Linked DNA regions of Anas platyrhynchos: region 1 is linked to region 2. The links are chromatin contacts, called in public Hi-C maps. All regions are on one chromosome and are shown on one strand. Each heading gives the region's core, a stretch centred on a gene start, on an enhancer-like site or on the middle of the called end of the contact. The rest is flanking DNA. Distances are from core to core; before and after follow the strand shown. Region 1 holds the start of GPRC5B (G protein-coupled receptor class C group 5 member B). Region 2 holds the start of VPS35L (VPS35 endosomal protein sorting factor like).

What was found. Hi-C and Micro-C count contacts between places; a contact is called where the count stands out from the background.
Region 1: a Hi-C map of liver shows a contact between it and region 2, with 5 times the contacts expected there. The contact joins the promoter of GPRC5B here to the promoter of VPS35L in region 2. A contact is called at or near these places in 2 of 8 Hi-C or Micro-C datasets (liver and subcutaneous adipose tissue).

What each region holds. Positions count from the first base shown.
Region 1 is chr15:11,764,008-11,767,561 of IASCAAS_PekinDuck_T2T, reverse strand. It overlaps GPRC5B (G protein-coupled receptor class C group 5 member B), which reads left to right and starts at 2,076. Exons shown (of 4, transcript XM_027468815.3): 1 at 2,076-2,284. LOC139998781 (a long non-coding RNA gene) reads right to left here. Exons shown (of 3, transcript XR_011803704.1): 1 at 3,302-3,554; 2 at 3,094-3,171.
Region 2 is chr15:11,633,726-11,636,875 of IASCAAS_PekinDuck_T2T, reverse strand. It overlaps VPS35L (VPS35 endosomal protein sorting factor like), which reads right to left and starts at 1,425. Exons shown (of 31, transcript XM_027468792.3): 1 at 1,328-1,425. The coding sequence starts at 1,344. CCP110 (centriolar coiled-coil protein 110) reads right to left here. Exons shown (of 15, transcript XM_072024139.1): 15 at 1,485-3,150.

The DNA of each region.
Region 1 (3,554 bases), core at 827-3,326, 130 kb before region 2:
GGAGCACCACTTACAACCAGGGAATTCCTACAGCCCACCTGGCTCACAGTGGCTACTCCACCCTTCTACCTTCTTGTTCTCTTGGGGGAAGGAAACACCGAACTTGCTGATGAGCTGACGATTGACTGATGAAAATTCTTTTCCCCTTAATTAAAGCATATTTTCAGAACATATTTTTAACGTTAACTACCAGAAGAAAGTAATGCAAAGGGAGCTATGGTTTAGTCCATCTACTCTACAATAGTCCTTGGTAATTCTGTGTTCTATCCTTCACAGACTCATGGCAGCTAATACTAAAAAATATGCTTCACTGGGAGAGAAATCAGGCTTACTTGTTAATGTTCCACCAGTACTTGTTGGGAGGAGCATTATTTTCCCTGCTCTGCCAGTAAAAGGCAAATGGAGGAGGCCACTTCCTTTACTGGTACCAAGAGTTGTGGTAGGGATGCACAGAGGGAAGGGAACAATGACAAAAATTTGCATTTGCTGAAGGGCTCAGTACATTGCTCCATTGTGAGTGGGCCAAGACCTTTATCACATGAATTCTTGTGATTCATCCTCCCCTCTGGTCTACCTCGCTGTATCCAGCGTGGTACAGAGAACTCTGTGTGTTTATCTATATACAAGAAGATCTTTGCTTGTTACTGTAGCACACAGGCTCACACTCCTGAGCTGGAGTGGGGGTACAGGCAGAGCTAGTGAATTGGTACTTTTTACTCTCCTGCCAGGCTGCTGAGTGACCTTGGGCAGCTCACAGCCACTTCACTTCTCACTGCCTCAGTTTCTGTAAATTTCCTGGTTTACTTTGTATAGCGTGTAGATATCGACTGATGCAAGGGCAGGGTATTATTGCTTACATGTGACTCAAATAACACCAGTGCCTAAAATCCAGAATCAGCAAGGGAGAAAAGAGCAGAAACATGAAATTGTTCTGTTGCAGCTGTTCTCCTCCTGCTGCCCAGCCTAAACACAGGGAATCGCATTGCAACAGCACCATCTGATTTACTGCACGTCAGCTACCCTGAGAAGTTCAGGTAACCCCCCAGGACATAACATTTGACATCTAAATGAAGCCATGCGTGCTAGCATGAGGCTGGTTAAAGGTTACAGATCTGTGTTGGAGAACACATTTCGGCAGTTTCCCTTTGAAAGGCTCTGGATATGGAAGCCTGGCAAGATGCACAGCGCGCTACCTGCAGTCAGGAAGGACGGGTGTCCATCGCTCCCCGCTGACAACGCCATTGCACTTGTGTCTGCCCAGTTTCCCATTAGCAGTTTGAAAGCATCAAAAGACTGACGCACAGCACAGGGCGGCTGCCAGTCACAGGGCGTCGCACGGATGTAGTCTAAAGGCTTAAAAGGCAGACAAGTTTTTGCTGTGCAATGAACATCACCAACTGAAGCTGTCTTTCCCTGCTACAAATAACTCCTTCCGAAATCTGCAGGAAGCCCTGTCCTGTGAATACAGCATCTGCTTTCGGAGGGGTTGCAGCTTTTCCAGAGCTGGGCTGTGCAGAGGCTGGGAAGGGGGACGTGAGCTGCACATTGCGAACTGGGAGGCACCGACCAGCTCTGAGCATCGCCTTTGCGGGGCCCCATGTGTTCACAGGGCCTGTTCCTGAATTGTGCTGCATAAGCAACCTGGAAAATGTCGCTTGCTCAATACAATTTCTCTCTTCTGAATGTCTAAGGTAGCAGCAGGTTGGACACGTGCACCGGAGGCAGATGGGGTGAATATTTCCAGCCCATCGCAAACCCCAGCTGCCACGGAGCTGCAAAGCCTCCCTCCCCTGCCAGCCCCAAACCAGCCCGAGGTGTGCACACGCAGCCGTTGTGCCGGGATGGGTGTGCAGCCCGGATTTCTCGCACCCCGTCCGCACAGCACCGGGGCGCGCAGGACCGCACGCCTGGCTGTGCACGGTGCCTGCTCCCGGCTCCCCGTGCCCTGCGGTCCCTGCACCTCGCAGCAGCAATCCGGCCGGGCTGGGGGCGAGCCGTGCCGTGCCAGTGCCCGTGGAGGTGGATACGTGCCGAGCCGAGCCGAGCCGAGCCGTGCCGGGGCGGGGCGGTGGGAGGGGGCTGGCCGCCGGGTCGTAGCGCAGCGGGGCGGAGGGTGCAGAGCAGGGCGGGCAGCGCACCGCTCCGTGCCGTGCTGTGCCGTGCCGGGGCCAGGCGCTCCATGAGCAGCCCCGGGGGGGCTCGGTGCTCGCAGGCTCCGGGATGTGACTTGCGGCGGGCAGGCGGACACAGCTGCCCCGCCGGCCTCGGCTGCAGCAGCCAGCGGGTGAGTGGGGTCCCCGGTCCCGGTCCCTATTCCCCAGCCCCCGGTCTCTATTCTCCGGTCCCCATTCCCCAGTTCCTGGCCCCCGGAGGTGCCGGCCCCAAGCTGCGCCCGCGGAATTAGCCCGGTGGCCGGCAGCAGACAGCAGGCTGCAGGGAGTCCGGCAGGGGGATTAGGGTGGATATAGGGCAGCAGAGGGGGGCGGAGGAGGGGGCTGCCCCCGCCGGGAAGGGCTGGCGAGGAGGGGGCTTTGAGCCAGGCTGGGGGAGGGACGGAGAGCCTGGGAAGAGAGAGGGGAGAGCGAAGGGAGAGGGGGACCGAAGGGGAGCGGGCTGGAGCGGGCTATGTGCGGGCGGGGAGGAGGCGGCGGTGCGGGAGGATTAAGGGGGAGCGGGGAAGCGGCCGCAGGCGGGGGCTGCCCGGCCCCGCGCCCCCCGGCACCGGGCGCTGTGCTCCGGGACCGGGACCGGGACCGGGGGGAGAAGCCTTTTGCTGGCCCCTGGCTGCTCCTTTCTGCCCGGTCCCGGCCTCAGCTGGAAGGTGGGAGCCCCAGGTCGGGGTGCAGCGCGGCTCGGGAGGGTTGAGCCCCGCCAGCTGTTTAATTTCCACTTAATAAAAAGCCCTCCCTCTGTATTGCTTCTCCCCAAAGCCAAAGAGCGATAGGATTTAGCACTCATGTGAACCCTTTGTTTACGCCTGACCTAATGTTTATCCCAAGGCTAACAGGATTTCCTGCCCGCTGAACCTCGACACCTCGGTGGGCTCTCGCTGCTGGAGCACGGAGCCTGTGCGGTGCTTTATGTGCTGCTTACCAGCCGGGGCTGTGGGTGCTGAGGTGTTGTCTCCCTGCATCAGGGCCATCAGGTGAAGGGAACCCCTCCATCACGAGGCTGTGACATGAAGAGAAACAGTTGGAGAATTAGCAAAGCAAAGGAAAAACATTGATTGGTGTCATTGGTCGATAGTAGCATAATAAGACCAGACTTCATAGTCATAAGCATTTAGGTACAGAGTACATACAGTGTCTGACCGAAGGAAATGGTGAGCACCTAGAACAGCTGAAAGATCATTGCATATAACATTCAGCGTTGCAAAGTATTTCTAAATGAAAACACATTTTCCTACGTCTTTTGGAGAGGGGTCATGCTTTCTGTAGCTGTGAGCATTACGTGGGTTGTTCCAACTCAGGGTAAATCCAAACCAGGGTTGTGTTTTTGCGTACAAAGTGCAATTGCACTATTAATTATTATTCTAGAAATACATCTCCTCAGTA
Region 2 (3,150 bases), core at 176-2,675:
CTACTGGAGCTGTTTCAGCTCCCAGCCCCCCAGAAAGCCAGGAGTTGCAGCCGTGCCTGTTCCTTGCAGTTTCTGCAGGGTCACTAGGGCACGCTAAGGGCACGCCAGCAATTCCAGCAGCCACCTGATGGCTTACAACTGTATTATACCCTCAGATTTTCTTAGCTGTGTAAATACACGTTTTAAATTCACTGCAGTGCAAAAGGCTTTAGTTTAGAAAGCACGGCTCTGACATTGATATAAAATTTCAACTGGTTTCCGTCAACAAACTTTTACAGCTATGAATTATTTCCACTTTATATTAAATATTTGCTCATGTTAATAACAAAGAAGATATGATTTTCAGCATGAATATATACATATGGGAAATTTATGTCAACCCAATAACTGGGTTAAACCACAACACTGCATTTTACTTTTCTTGATTCTACGTTAGCCTTGTTAGCTTGCTCAGGACTCCAGTAAATCAGCTGCATCAGGAGGGCAAGCCTTCCAGAAACACAGCTTATTTGTAAAGAAAAACAAGTTTGGAGAAAAGAGTAACTACAATCATATCTTCCTTAATTCTGTCAGAGACAGAGCCCCCTTTATCCTTCCTCACCACACCACCAGCCCATGTAAATTATTGTTTTGTACAAAGCGCAGCTTCCCCGGCTGGATGCTGTGCTCCTGTGGAAACGCTTCGTGTTGCCGCCTGGGCTCTGCTTCCTCAGCACACGCCCACAACCACAGCGCCCAGTCCCAGTGAGCTCGTATAAGGTAATTAATGGAAACTAAAGCCCTTGGTAGCAAATTTAAATTCTCTCCACAGAAACCTTCACCTCACGGTACCCACCAAGGAGGCTCCGATGGGGATCAACAGCGACATCCCCTGGGCACGGCGGGACCGCACCTCCGTTATCTCCCCTGCCCCTTCCTCTTAGAGGGGCATCATAAAAGGCAGCAGGATCACACCGGGCCAAAAAACGAACTGCTCTAAACTATTTTTCTTGTTTACTTCGGGAAAACAAACGAAGAGCCCTTAAAGCCCGTAAAGGCTCTCAGCAGCCCGCTCCCTCAGCCACCGCCCCCCTCAGCCGCCTCCCTCGGCATCCTGAGGGGGGACCGCGGCGCCACGACCCCGGGGGACGCTCCAGGACCCCCCGCCGCCGCCGCCTCAGCCCCCTCAGGCCCAGCGGCCCCGAGCCCCGCCGGGGTTCGCTTCCCGAAGGCTTCTCCCCCCGCCGTGCCCCCCACGCTCCCCTCACGGAGCCGCAGAGCCCGGCAGCCCCCTCAGAAGCCTCGGCCCCGGGCCCTGCCCGCCCCCGGCCCCCTCCCACCGGCTCACCAGGGGAAGGCGGCCATCTTGCCCCCTCGTCACGTGATGCGGCGGCCGTGCTGAGCCTTCCGCCGCCATTTCCCGCCCCGCCCCATCCCGCGGCCCCGTCCTAATTAACGCGGCGATTTTCGTGCAATTAGGGGGCAAACAAACAAATAGCCCAATCTTTTGAAAGATTGCAGGTTTATTGTGCAACATGTTTAAGTAAAAAGCAAGACCGGTGAAAATGAAAGTACAAAAATAAATACACTTCTGTAATGATATTACAGTTGCACACAAAATAAAAAGTCAGATAAATTAAGTATGTATAAATAAAAAACACAGATCAAATACAACAAACAAATTCTGGCACTTGTCAAGAGAAAGGCCGCATGAAAGTTCATTAAAAACAAACGAAGTTGTGCTACAAGGTCTTATTACACACATTGGAAACATGCTTAAAGTAAAAGAGGCTCAGGTGTGAAACCTGACCTGAAGGTATGCATTCATTTTTACTCACACACTAAACTTATCTTTATGTCAACATATTGACTATGCTAATAATAAATACAGTATATAAAACATCCTTTAAAAGCATCAGTCCTTAGCTCTGATATATCAACAGCAAGCTTTGCCACCTGCGGCACAGGTTACACTTGTCTTTTTTTTTTTTTTTTTCCCCTTTGAGATGTTTTCCACTCCTATTTCTGGAGCTTCCAAACAAAAGAAATCAAATCAGCATTTTGATGACTACTCAGTAAGCCAGAAGCTTGTCTCAGGCATTTTTTGGATTACATCTGAAATTTTAAAGAGCCAGAGAATTTATATGAAGGAGGCAGGTTCTCCACTGGTATAAACTGTTATATTTGCACCATTAGGGAAGGCACCCCTTGAAGCTTTCAAATAAAAGTTACAGCACAGAGCCACTGTGCAGTGACATCTTCAAAGTATTTAGGAAGTATTTTGCTTTTTCTACATAAGCAATCTGGTATCACCTGGTACAAAACATTTGTTTTTAAACAATGTAACTAGCTGCAGAGGACACACTTACTGATAGAGGTCACAACTAGTGCCACAAGCAAGCCAACTTGTTTGTTGCCCTTGCTGAAGAGAACTCTCTTCATCTTACTATTAATCCTCCTTTTTAAAGTTATTGTTTAACCCAACAAAATTTATCAGTCTTTTTTCTCCTTTATCAGTGTCCGCATGTTACAAAGCCTCCAAGGTTGCACTGCACTGATACTAGGAAGAAAACAAAATATAACCCATTTCACATTTAAGTAATCAGTTCCCTAGTTCTACAGTAAAAGAGCAAAGAAGTAAGCACTGCAAACACTTAAGTAGCCAAGTTTTTCCTCTGGTTTCTAATGTTAACATCCCATTACCAGTTCATTAAGAGAAAGAACTTAGAGACTTCCACTCTCCTCATGTTGAAGAATAATATCCATCAATATGACAACCAAGACAAAATATGAACATGATATGTCAGTATTAGATTTTCTTAAATGAGAGACTGTTTTTCTTGGGTTTTGGTAGAGGTTTTTACCCCCCTGAAACCAGGAAACATGATTTCAGCACAAGGGCTGTTAGATCATGGTACAAGAGAAACTGCTCAGAAAAAGTGCAGTCGTCAAAAAGAAAACATAAGGCATATGAATCATTATTATACACAATCGTCTGCAAGTCTGAAACAATAAAACAATTAAAATCTTGCCATCTCAAGTTTTTGTTGAACATATACTTCACTTAATCTCGTCTAAAATTATTTCTGTAACAAAGTGCCACAGACAGGAAGGAAAAAAAAAAAATCATAGGACTTCCAGCACAATGGTTTGATCTACCATGTGTATAAA